Regions from separate parts of the Sus scrofa genome. Here region 2 is linked to region 1. Evidence: chromatin contacts called from public Hi-C data. All regions are on one chromosome and are shown on one strand. The core of a region is the stretch at or near the end of the contact, and the rest is flanking DNA. Distances in the headings are between cores, read along the strand shown. Region 1 holds the start of CSF1 (colony stimulating factor 1 (macrophage)). Region 2 overlaps LOC102165594 (a long non-coding RNA gene).

Region 1 (6,416 bases), core at 379-2,878:
GAGCCCTGACTTGTCCCCAGAGGAAGATCTGGACAGGCACCCAGGGGTTAACACTCTAGCTTGCATCTGGCTGGGCTGGCTCTTCTCCCCACCCCTTTCTTCCTTCCACCCACCAGCCTTGGCCTCTGGGGCAGCCACAAGGAGTCTCTGCCTCGGGCTCAGAGAGATGCTAGGACATCGCAGTCCAGCTGGCCTTCCTCACTCAAGTCCCATCCTGTTTCATCTTCCCCATCAGTCGGGTCCTCGGAGAGACCTTGGCACGGGTGGACCCTTGGGCTGCCGCTGTCTGAAACCGGCCCCCTTTTCTATGCATTTTACTCTCCTCCTTCCTCAGAGGTCTCACTTCCAGCCCCTATTTGTCTTGTTGCCTTTCACCTCATCCTTCCTGATTTTCCCTTCTGACCCCATCTCTTCTCTCTCAGTTGGGCTCTTCCTCCTCCGTGGAAGGGTTCTTCCCTCTCACCCTATCTGCAGCCCCCTCTCTTATCCTCCAAATATTTTTCTGCTTCTCTCCCCCCTGCCCCACGACCCCAGGTTGTCCTCCAGGGTTTCACAGAAGCACACTCACTGGGAGACCACTTACTGTGCAGGAATGGTGCCACCCTGCATTGTCTAGGGGTTGCCCCAGCTACAGCCCGAGGTTGGGGCGGGACAGCCCCTGTGCAGTCCTGAGCAGCCCGCAGCCCCGGTCCACAATTCTGCAACCGCAAACCCTCCTTCCACCTCCTCTACCACCACCAAGCCCAGGATCTCCCCAAGGGACTGAACCATATTTGACAAGAAGATTCAGAGCTGGCCCCACGCAACTCTGGGGCCATGTCCCCCACAGACAGACTTGATCCAGCCACCCAAGTGCCCAACAGCTCCTGCCTGTGTGCTGGAACAAGTAGTGGCTTGCCCTGGCCCCCTTTTTTTGGGCTGCCTTGGCATTCTATAAGCTGGATGGCTCCTGAACCTTCGTCATCCCGACGTGCCCACTCCCCAGCAGGACGTGTTTATGGCCGGGGAGGAATGCCCACTGGGAAAGCACCACCCTCATCTCACAGCCACTCCGCCTGCTCCTCGTTGGAGGCTGATTCATAAGGAAAAGAAGCAAGGAGGGAGCCTCTGCGCTGCAGCTGCGAAGCCCTCTCTCCTGCCGGCGGGTGGCTCAGTGTGCCCGCCTGTGCAATGGGGTGAGCAGCCCTCCCTTTCCCGGACAAGCGCTGCAGCCCCAGGAGCAGCTGCAGGGCCGTCTCTGGTTCTAGCCGGAGCGCACGAGGGGCCTCGGACAGTCGGCGCGCAAAGATGGGATGGAAACCCGAGCCCGCGGCCCGGGCGGAAGAGCCTCGGCAGCCGGCCGCCCGGGTAGGGGCTTCCGAGGGGCCGCGCCGAGCCACGGAGCTCCCGCCCTAGCCCAGCCCGGGCCCCGAGCCGCGACCGCCGCTTACCGTGGGAGGGCAGCGCCCGGCGGCGCCCGGCGCGGTCATACGGGCAGCTGGGTCCCGGCCGGGCGCGTCGGCCGCCCGCGCTCGCTCGCTCGCTGGCCGCTGCAGAGTCCGCGCCCCGGCCGAGGGCCGCGCTGCTGTCCCGGGAGTGCGGAGGGACCCACGGCAGCGCCAAGAGCACCGAGGCAAACTTTCACTTTCCCTGAGCCGGGCTCCACTGGCCAGCTCCTCGGCACAGCCTTTTAAGCGGACTTGTGAGGCATGTGGTTTATGGGAAATCACCTTGGACAGGCGCCAGACACACACACACACATGCACACACACACCCGCGCGCGCGCGCACTGACACAGACACACACTCCAGAGGCCCACTGAACCGCCTCCCCGCCCCCACCCCGCGGGCTGGTCTTCCCCGCTAGTCTTGCAGTCGCCCTCTTTGCTGTGCTCAACGACGGCGCCTTTGAGAAAGTAACGCGGGCTCCGCCGCCTCCCGTCCCCCAGCGCGCCGGCTCTGGACAGAGCCTTGCCTTCCCTTCCGCGCTCTCCAGGCGGATTGGGTGCTCTCTCTCTCTTTTTCTAATATTCGCTTCAAGGGACTTTCCCTCTAAGCCTGAAAATTCCCAAATCTGAGCAGGAAATGCTCCGAGAGTAGGGAAAAACGCTGGAGACCAATGCGAATGCTGCAACACCTTGTGGAGCTTGAGTCAGCAAGTTTGTAGGCAGCCCTCTCCTGCCTAGGCAGCCCCCCAGCAGCCCGCCCAGCCTCTCGTCTCCCAGTCTGGAGGCAGCGTCCAGGCAGAGAGGCTAACTGCCTGGCCAGAATGGGATGGATTGTGTCCTGTGACAGGGAGCTGGGAGGCTCTGCTGTGTGCCGGGAGATGCTCCCCGGCACCAGACCTGCAGGTGATGTAAATGCTGGCTGGTACCCTGCTCCCTCCTGAGCGTCCAGACCTGGGGAGATAGGCATCCTGGCTCTAGATTTCCCCCGATGTTTCTGAAAATGCTTTTACTGAGCTGATTAATCACACTTTGTCTCTACGTGAGAATGAATTTAAACAAGGCTTAATAGGGTGAGCCTGGTAATTACAATGCCAAATTTGGGAGCTTTCTCTTTCTTCAGTTGGCTGTGATTCAATGTTTCTCGCTCTCTCTGTGTGACCACCCACTGGCAGCCCTTGGAAATACAGGGCAGTCTGGTCTGGAAGGGGCATTTCTTGTCATCCACCCTCAAGCGGTAATTTTACACCTTCGTGCCCTTGCTCATAGTGGTCCCCCAGCAAAGAACGCTCCTTTCCCCACTTGTCCTTAAGGCAAACGCCTCATCCTTCAAGGTTGAAAGCACACCACATCCTTCAGCAGCAGAGCTTTCTTCCACTCCTCGGGCGGATCAATGTTTCCTGTTCCTGTGGTCTCACTGGACTGGGCTCCTTTCTCTGCGGTCTCCCTGATCCACTGTCATTCGCTCATGCCCCACATCATTCTAAAAAGTACTTAAGGTGGTACTGAGAGTTATGTTTTGGATCATCAGATTGAAACTTCACCCCTACCCCGGACTGAGAACTTTCTCCAGGGTGGTCTCGTGGTCATTTACCTCCAAATCAAGTGCCTAGCACATGGAAGGTGCCCACTTAACAGTGACCGAATCAAATGAGGCCATTAGAGAATGATTCATTCATTTGACAAATGCACACCATGTGGCTGTGATGCGACAGGCACCAGGCTGGGCCTAAGAATGGACACGCTGACATACCTGCTTTCCTGGGCTTGGGAGCAATTGGAGCTTAAAGGGTGTGGGGAAGCCCTGGATGCTCAGAGCCTTGCGGAAGGAAGAGCAGAGACCGAGCCCAGCCAGAGGAAGGAGGCTGAGGGCTTACTTCCCCTGGGCATTGTTAAATGGGCCCAGTACAAGCCGATTTAAGACAATGGGTTGATACCATTTGCTCTTAAGGATAAGAGGTTAAGGAAGTAAAGTAAGGAGATAAACCTCTTGACTTGTGGAGCTGGGAGTAAATTCCACTGCTTCCCCTTCCCTGACCCAGCGCTGCCTCGGGCTCACTGAGGCCGGTGTGAGGATGCAGCTCTGGAAGGCAGCCTTTCTTTGTCAGCACGAGCCTCGGGTTCTTGTTCCCCCTTCACTGAAATTCTTTACACACCTGGGTTTGAACCCCGACCCCACCACTTATAGCTCTCTGCCCTTGCAGCTCTGCCCTGTCATTTGTTATGTGACTTGAGACAAACCTCTCTCAGCCTGAGTGTCTTCATCTATAAAATGGAGACATCTATTTATCTGTCTTTCTTCCTTCCTTCATGTCTTCCTTCCTTTCTTTCTGTTTTTTTAAAAATTAAAGTACAGCAGTGGATTGACAATGTGTGCCATGTTTATCTTTCTCACCAAAGTGAAGTGGTGATTTTACTTTGGTGAAAAGTGATTTAATGGGATGAGGCCTATGAAGTGTTTGGCACAGAACCCAAAGGTAGTGCTATTACTATTATTATTATTATTATCTGTGCACTCACACAGGTCTTGACTTATGACACAGAGTAGTGCTTGAGAGTAAACTTGAGAGTCCCAATGCCAAATTTAGTTCTAGCTCTGCCATTCATTTTCTATATGACTTTAGACAAAGGCCGTGATCATTTGACAATGGCGATGATGAGCCCTTTCCCCAAGGAGGGGCTAAGAGGTCAAATGGGTAACGCCTGGGGCTCTCTAGGGCAACGAACAGCCCCAAACAAGTGCTTGGTTATGAAGAAGCACTTTGGAAGCGTAGGCTATGCCACGCTGGGGAGCTTTGCCTGTGCGGAGCCGCAGAGAGATGAGCAAGGCTCTGGGTAACTGGGACTCCGCAGAGGGACTCGCAGCTGTCTCAGCTCTTGTTACCTTCAAAGGGGAGTTTATGAATCTGCTCAACTTCAGACACGTTTACCACCCGGCGTGGGGAAATGGAGGCTGGAAGTGCTCGTGGCATTATGCCTAGTGGGGCTCCCCAGGCAGCATCTCCTCTGCTCTCTCCTGAGCGGGGCAGGGACTCCTGCCCCTGCCTGTCTGGCTGGGAGACTTGGGAGGCAGGTTCTGGCTGGATCTCAGTGTCTGTGTGTGGCTCCTTCGCTGTTTACACCCGTGCAAGCCTGTGTGTGCCCGTCCGTGGTCACGGAGTGTTGGAACCACAGACCAGACCTAGAAGCCGTTCCACCCATACTGCTTCAAATGAGCAAATGGAAGCCCAGACAGGCCGAGCCGCCTCCTCCGAGGTCACCCATGATTGGCACAGTGCGGGAAGGGGGCCTCAGGAGTGAAACCTGGAGAGAACAACTCTCAGTGCCCTGTGCTGTCTGGTCAGAGTAGCTGCTGTTCTCCCTGCTGACTACGGGCAGAGTCACATCCGGAGCGGGGTCCTGGGGGAGGCAGAGAGGAATTTGGAACAATCTAAGATTTGGGTTTTCAAATGATGTCCTAATGTAGTATCATCAAGAAGGCAGCGCTCCCCTGACCCTGGAGGAGGGCAGAAGGGAGGAGTGGAGGGACCCTGCCTGCCAGTGGAATGAACCAAGGGTGGGAGGAGAGAGACTGAAAAGAGAGAATGGAGATGGATGGCAGGAAGTGGGAGCAAAGCCTCATTTGCTGGTTGTCAAAATGTCATTTCCTTGAAATTATTTGACAGGCAATTTCCCCTTGAGATCTTTTCTAGGGAGCTGACTTCTATCACAGAGGACTCCTTTCTTTCTCTTTCATTTTCTTTCTTCCTTCCTCTTTTCTTTCTTTCTTTCTTTCTTTCTTTCTTTCTTTCTTCCTTTCTTTCCTTCTTTCTTTTCTTTCCTTTTCTTTTTTTTTTCTTTCTCTCTTCCTTCCTGCCTTTCTCTTTTCCTCCCTCCCTTTATTTTCTTTCCTCCTTTAGTTCTTTCTCCCTTCATTTCTTTCTCTCTCTCTCCCTTGCTCCTCCTTCTTCTCTCTCTGTCTCTCTCTTTCTCTCCCTCACTCTCTCATTCTTTCTTGCACTGCAGTGGCCCAGGGCTCTTTGGGAAGTGGACCAGGGGTGGAAAGCACAGCCTCGGAAGCTTGGGGCTGCAGAGGAAATGCCGCTGTCCTGTCCCCATGCTCCTGGCACGGTGCTGCCTGCCTGCGAGAGGGCCAGTGTGCTAAGACCCCCGACCAACCCGTCTCCCCTGCTGCCCCACGCAGTTCCTTTACTCTGTAGGCTGCCCTCCTAGTCCTGTCTTCTCCCTTCATATAGGGCGGTGGCGGTGGGGAGGAGGAGGTGGGCAGCATGAAAACGGTAAAGCGGCCCTAACGGAGGGACTCTTGGATGCGGTTTCTCATCAGTTAAGTGCATGGCGGCTGGCTGCCCAGGGCTGCCGTGAAAACAAGCCAACATGTGGTACTGTGGAAAATGACCGATAGAATAGATGAGACCACTCTTCCCCTGGATGGTGGACAGCCAGCTGTCCCCTTGTCCCTGCAGGTACAAAAAACACTTGTGCTGGCTTCAGGACCATGCCTCCAGGCATCTTGCCCCTGGGGGGCAGGCAGGCATTCTGGGAGGCTGTCTGTATCAGGGGCCCAGCGCTCTCTTGTGCCCTGAGCTTCCTGCCACCAGCAGGCTGGGAAGCATCTTGTGGACCTGGACAGACTCTCTCAGGCTCTCATGAACCCTCAAAGCTGATCAATCTAGCCAGGGAATGAAGAAGCAATTAATTAATTAATTTTGTCTTTTTAGGGCCTCCACCCCAGCCATGTCTGTGACCTACACCACAGCTCACAGCAACGCCGCATCCTTAACCCACTGAGCGAGGCCAGGGACCAAACTCACAGCCTCATGGACACTAGTCAGATTCATTTCTGCTGAGCCACAATGGGAACTCCAAGAAGCAATTTATTCACAGTGTATTTTGTCTTCCCAAATACCCTCCCTACCCACTAGAGTTACAGTCCCTCAGCTGAAGACTCTTCTAGAATGAAAGTTTGTCCAAAACCTCACTGGAAAAAGAGAAT
Region 2 (6,469 bases), core at 1,347-3,846, 49 kb after region 1:
TCAGGATCAGTTCCTTCTCATTTGAATTCCTTCTCATTTGAATCTAGATCCTCTCTGATGGGCTGAAGTGGTCCCATCTGAATTGATGGCCAAGCCCCTCCCCCACAAAGGGGAAACTAACAGGGCGGGAGGGGGAGGGGAGGTGTGAAATGGTGACTCAACTGTCCTCCAGCACAGGGTGTGGCTGAGGCCAAAGCAACCCAGCCGAGAGGGTTTGGGGAAGGAGCCCACGTGTGGTGCATTCTCAGGGTAAGCTTGATGCCCGGGAACCCTCCAGAACCTGTGTAGAGAGCTGGGCTGCGGGCATTAGTGCATACGAGCTGGGTGGGGCCTTCTGCTTTTAGCAGTGACACGGGTGGCAGCAGCGGAGAGAGCCTGCGCCCCCCCCCCTCCACCGTGGCCCCAGCACTGCACAAACTATACAGCGACACCCAGGGAGCAGGGAGATGGAGATTTTTGCTTATTTGGTGTACGAGGCTGAACAGTGTCCCCCCACAACCCCAGCCCCACCCCATTCTTGTCCAGCTGAAACCTTAGAATGCGACCTTATTTGGGATAGGGTCCTCAAAGATGTGGTTAGTTAAGGTGAGGTCACACTAGGTTAGGGTAGGCCTCTTGTAATTCGGGTAGAGGCCCTAAAGCTAAGAAGACTGACGTCCTTGTAAGAAGAGAGGAGGACACATAAAGACCCCGGGAAGACGGCCCCGTGACCACGGAGCAGAGACTGGCGTGGTGCAGCTGCAGGTCAGGGACGCCAGGCTTGCCCGGAGACCCAGGAGTCTAGGAGCGAGGCCTGGAACAGATTCTTCCTGATTTCAGAGGTCGGGCCTCTTGACCTACGAGAGAATCCGTTTTTGTTGTTAGAAGCCACCAAGTTTGTGGTAGTTGGTTACAGCAGTCCTAGAAACAAATGGATTCTGCCACGTTCTGAAACATAAAAAAAGGATGTAACTCTTACTTGAATCCCCATCTGGTAAAGCAAGTTACACAAGTTACAGCTTATTAAACAGCTGTCTTATCTGGTTGATAATCAAGAAAATGCAGAACTGAAAACACCTCATGATATTTTTATGGCTAAACCAGAGAAATGTAGGTTAGATGCTAATACAAGTATGAGGGCTGGCAGCTAGCTTAACACGCATCTGGATGGATGGATTGATGCTGACCTGCAGAAGACAGCGGGTCTCTGTCCTTCTGCAGTGACGTGGATGCGACTTTGTGTTCTTATCAAATGTGTAAGTAATACACAGTTAGCGGGGGTCATATGATAGGTAACAGATCTCATACTCAATCCGGATAGCTGGAATGGTGAAGCCCAAACCCCAAGATGACATTTTATGGGGGGGGGAATGTCGCGTTAAATCTTTAGCTTCCAAAAACATTAATTGCAAGAATGAACCAGAGGGGACCTGGATTGAGAACAACTTGTGGGGTAATTTCTATAGATTTGTAGATGATGCTAGTTTAAAAGGAGGCAGCAATGTGACTTGATTCCTCAAAAAGGTAACAGAATTTTAGATGGCATTGATATAGATGTACTAATTACAACAAACTCATTAATCAAGTTCCTCACCAATAGATTAAAATGATTTTAGCATATGTCATCAAAATGTTTCCTGGGGAGTTCCCTCTGTGGCACAGTGGGTTAAGGATCTGGCATTGCTGCAGCTGTGGTGTTGGTTGCAGCTGCAGAAATGTTTCCTGGTAAGATCAGATGATTAACAAGTAGCTTTGATACATAGGCATAATGGAGTAGATTGACGAGGGGGAGGAAGGCAGTATCCAGGAAAATGTTTAGCGTATATTAAATGAAATATATTAATTTAGCATATATTATATGAAATGAGCAGCCTCAGGATTCCAAACTGATCTTTCCCAGTATTGCCCTTCCACGCTGAGGAGTCAGAGGAGCTGAAGCAGATCAGGCAGGGGCTGTGGACAGACCAGTGCCCCTCGCCATCAAGGAAAAGCAGCGACAGTGCAGAACTGTGAGAGTGCTCCAGGCCTGCGGGACCTCTGAGCATCCCTCGCTTCTGCCTTCTCCCGCAAATGCTCTTGTAGCCCGTGCCAACTGCGAGGCATACAGCTCAGCTGGATTGATATCATGCAAATCACACATTGGAAAGACTGTCTTTTAACTTTTCATTCAGATATAATATTAAACTTATCAAAAAAACTTGCAGAGTTCCCCTTGTGGCTCGGCAGCAATGAACCTGACTAGTATCCATGAGGACGCAGGTTCAAACCCTCGCCTTTCTCAGTGGGTTAAGTATCTGGCTTTGCCGTGAGCTGTGGTGTAGGTTGCAGATGAGACTTGGATCTGGCGTTGCTGTGGCTGTGGTGTAGGCTGGCAGCTGCAGCTCCAATTTGACCCCCAACCCGGGAACTTCCAGATGCTGCAGACGCAGCCCTAAAAAGCAAAAAACAGGCAAACAAAAACTAAAGAAACAAAAACTTTTTGCCAAAAGAATTCTTGTTTACCTTTCACCAGCTTTCCCAAATGTTAACATCTGACGCAGGCATGGTACAATGATCAAAACCAGAAAAAGGTCCTTGATCTTATTAACTCATTTGCAGATGCTATTGAAGTTCAGTGATTGTTTCACTAACCTCCCTTTTCTCTTCCGGAACCGGAGCCAGGTTCCCACACAGCAGTTAGCTGTCCTGGCTCCTTGGTCTCCTTCAATCTGGGTCAGTTCATCAGTTTTCTGAAAGATATTTGAGGGTAAATTTGACAAACCAAAACATATCTAGAATGGCGAGGGTCTGAAAGGCAGGAACCCCGGGGAACCCTTGCCAGAAATGGCAACTGTCAGCCTAGAGGGGGGCCTGTTAAGGGGCCGTGTTAGCTGTCGTTAAAGTTGCCTTCAAACACTGGAGGACCTTCGTGCAGAAGATGGCATAGGTTTAGTCAGCACTGCCTCAGGACTAGAAATAGAACCTAGAGGTGGCATCACCACTAGGAAGATTGCAGCTTGGCTCTGTGCAGCACATTCTGTGAGTTAGAACTAACCATCTCCCGGCCCCCGCAGCCCTGAGCTGGATCAGGGCAGACAGATAGGCTTGAATCACAAGAAGCCAGGTAGAGGCAGGTCATGGGTGGGGCCGCAGAGCAGGAAGAGCTGTGGGGCAGCTGGCCAGGGCCCCACATGACTCACACGACTGGGGCTGTCAGCTCAGGGGAGGGAGCAGAGCAGACAGAGGCTTGATTGGCAGGCCGGGCGGAGAAGAGAACGCCTCCTCCACCAGCTTTGCTGCCAAAGTCCACTATTGATAGAGAACTTGGGGCTTTGCCCACAGCTCTACCTGCGGCCATCTGTCCAGTCTGTCTAGTCGGTCCACTCTTCCAAGCTCTCTGACCTCTCAGCAAAGGGAGGGTCCCTGGAGGGGCAGAATTCATGTTCTTGGGTCAGGGAGTTCTGAGTTGGGAGAAAAAGCCCAGGGACCCCTCTCAGGGTTTATTGATGTGCGCTGGGGGCTGAAATGGTGCCAGGTCCTAGCATGGATGCCAGTCTGGGCAGTTCCTATAGCTGGAGGTTTGGCCAGGATCCGTAATGTTAATCGTATCTATTTGAAATGCTGAAAACGAAGCCAACTAAACGGCAGCAAGGAAGAGCAATGAGCTAATGCTTAAGTAAGGTCTGACATTTCTATGCTTCAAAACCAATCAGTAGTTGAGATTTTCAGCCAAGTGAGCTCAGCCAACACTGAGTTCATCAACATCCTCATAAGAAAGTCCTAAGAGTCTCATGACAGTGCGGCTGTCCTGCTGTGGCCGCATCCTCCTATCTGGCCGCAGATCTTGGGGTCTGTCCTGGCATCCATCCCTTCATCATCTGACCCTCCACCCACCATTTAGACCTTCAACACTTGTCTAACTTCCACTACATACTGGACACGGGGCATGAGCATGAAAAACATCACCTTTCCGGCTCTCAAGATGCTTACTGTTTAGCGGCAGGTGGGAGGATGAGGTAACAAAGCAATGAAGCGGTCACTGGGGGAAGCGCAGGCTTCAGCTAAGGAATTTAGGTTTCCATTTAAAACTCACCCAAGTGAGCAATTTCTAAGATGATTCAAAGTCATCTGTAAGGAATATGGAAAAGTTATTTGAACTTCCACAAGTAGGTTCAGCTTTTGTGTGAGTCACGAGAGATTCTTGGGATTGCAATCCGGTTCAGTGAAATTCAATGTCATAAATACGGATTGTGCACCAACAAGGAGGAAGGGCATCACCGCCCCAACCCCTCCCCTTGACAGACCCAAGATCATGAGAACCTCTCGGATGAGCTGACCTAATCCCACCTGAGGACCACTAGTGGGAAAGGCCACCAAGAGCTGTCACCAGGAGGGCAGGGGTCTGTGAAGAGGTGACTTGACTATCACCCCTCTCCTGTGTGTTCCAAGAGTGAAGCTTTCCTGACTGCTGAGCATGACACTGAGAGCACGGCCGGGTCCTTCCTTGGAAAATACCATGGCCTGGGCAGGGATCTGAATGCTTGGCACCATTGTGGCTGTAAATTTGGTGGGACGATCTGAGATTGCTGGCCAGTGCTCATGGTCATCAAAGGAGCTGAGTTCTAGATGCTTCTCTGTCGCTCCCTGGCTATCTGAGTTGGCTCGTCTCCACCCATAAACCGGGGTCATTACAATTCCCTTCTCAACGGAGTTGTTTAGCGGCTTAAAGACTAGATTGAGAAACTATGTGAGAAGGCACTCTGTTACTAGAACAGGAGTGTGTTTCAGGAACCAGCTCCGGCCAGCATTTTCACATCCTTAGATGGGTCATCAAGCGTCACCTCCTACTAATTTTCACTTTGACCTTGGGTGAGGAAAATTGTGGACAGAACATTAAGTCATCAATTGTTTTGCCCAATTTTAGATAGTAGCATTCTTTGCTTTTTCTTTTCTTTGAACCCACCATTTCTAAGCCTAACTTGAATGTAAAATGACATAACACAATGTACCTTATGGGGTGATTATAAAAATTAAACGAGGCATCAAGGGTCTACCGGGAGGCAGGGGCTGGCCAGCCTTCGCAGGTGAAATCAGTCCTTACTTGCCTCCCAGCTGGCTCCATCTTTCGTTTTGCCAAGGACCTGCTGAGTGGTACTCAAAAACAGATAGGAAGAGCTACCACGAACTGCGCACTTACTAGAAGCGAGCACGGCATTATGTGCCTTTCTTGGTGTTATTTCATTTAATTCTCATCATAGCCCTAGGGGACATGTGCCATTCCCATTCCCATTTGACAGAAAGGAACTAGGAGCACAGCGAAGTTAAGGAACTCAGCCCAGGTCACACAGCTGGTAAATAAGAGAGCTGGTCTACGCGTCCATGCATTCCATTCCTACAGCCCTTGCTCCTGAGTGCTGATTTCTGCCGCTTGGTTACTGGGCTGGAGACACAAATTCGGTACCAACTCAGCTTGAAAGCAGCTGATAGCACTGAAATATATGTTACTTCTGATCTGTGCTATAAACCTTGACCAAATGTGGCTTCGTTTCACCTGCCTTTCTCTGCCTATCTAAATCATCTCGAGCGTGTATTTCATTCCGTCCCTTAATTTGTTTATACCGCTCACCTTAAGTCAGGAGTAATTTGACTTTTTACAGTTGAATAGTGCTAAATGATTCACATGTCTGAAAGGGAAAGAGAGAGACAAACAAGTTTAACATAGTATCATGTATCATAAATAGTAGTCTGGGTCCAGCTGGACAGAAAAAAGATTGGGCTAAATCGAGAGGGGGAAAAAAGGGGGAGAATTCCCTTTAGAGTAACAAATTTAGAAACTAATATTTTGCCCCTGGGAGGCACAGGGCAAAATAAGAACTCCCCATATCAAAGAAGCCTGGGAATAGCACGGTAGGAAACAGAAACATCAGTCTGATACAAGAAAGGAAAGACAGATAAGCAGCCAGGAAACGGGGGTCACCGTGGAAATGCGAGAAGAAGAATGGGGCCCAGAAGCTCAAGGGAAGGGAGCTCTCAGGCCAAGGACCTGTGTGCGAGGGGGATTTATTTGAAGGGGCTCTGCCTGCTCTTTGCCCTGGTGCCGGAGACAGGAAGTATCCTGGTTTTCCTAAAAGCTGGGGTGAACTATCCCACGTTTATGCTTTGGAAGTTGATCAGGCATGTGCTCCTTGATGAGGCCCAGGATGTACAGACGAACCAGAGGTCTCATATGCCCTCAGGAAGCTTGCTGCCCCCTGGGCCAGACCGAGTGGCAGGCCTGTGATGGCCATGCTGTGTAATGGATGCTTTTATGGACCTGGGAAAAGAGGAGGCCAGTCCAGGTCCAGGGAAGATGATATCTGGGCTGCAACTTGGAGAATAACCTGGTATTTTCCAAGTGGGTGGCATTGAGTGTCATGGCTCCTGGCAAGGGAAACTTCATCTGCAGAGACACTGGAATCTGAGCTCGTTTGGCAAGTCTGGGAAAGTATGCTGTTGGGTACGGCTGGAGCAG

The links. A called contact is a pair of places that touch in the nucleus more often than the background predicts.
Region 2: a Hi-C map of liver shows a contact between it and region 1, with 1.8 times the contacts expected there. The contact joins the enhancer-like site here to the promoter of CSF1 in region 1. A contact is called at or near these places in 1 of 5 promoter capture datasets (liver), 5 of 47 Hi-C or Micro-C datasets (embryonic fibroblasts, heart right ventricle and liver) and 2 of 2 datasets of contacts at active chromatin or transcription factors (alveolar macrophages and skeletal muscle).

What each region holds. Positions count from the first base shown.
Region 1 is chr4:110,196,259-110,202,674 of Sscrofa11.1, forward strand. CSF1 (colony stimulating factor 1 (macrophage)) reads right to left here and starts at 1,629. Exons shown (of 8, transcript NM_001244523.1): 1 at 1,431-1,629. The coding sequence starts at 1,469.
Region 2 is chr4:110,244,020-110,250,488 of Sscrofa11.1, forward strand. The region is part of intron 1 of LOC102165594 (a long non-coding RNA gene); the gene reads left to right. Among named protein-coding and RNA genes, the nearest start is that of CSF1, 49 kb to the left of the region's middle. Within about 2 kb of position 2,597, at least 26 of the 83 cell types and tissues checked have an H3K27ac peak or open chromatin away from gene starts, as enhancers often do. A contact at or near this core is called in alveolar macrophages and liver, where this site is marked.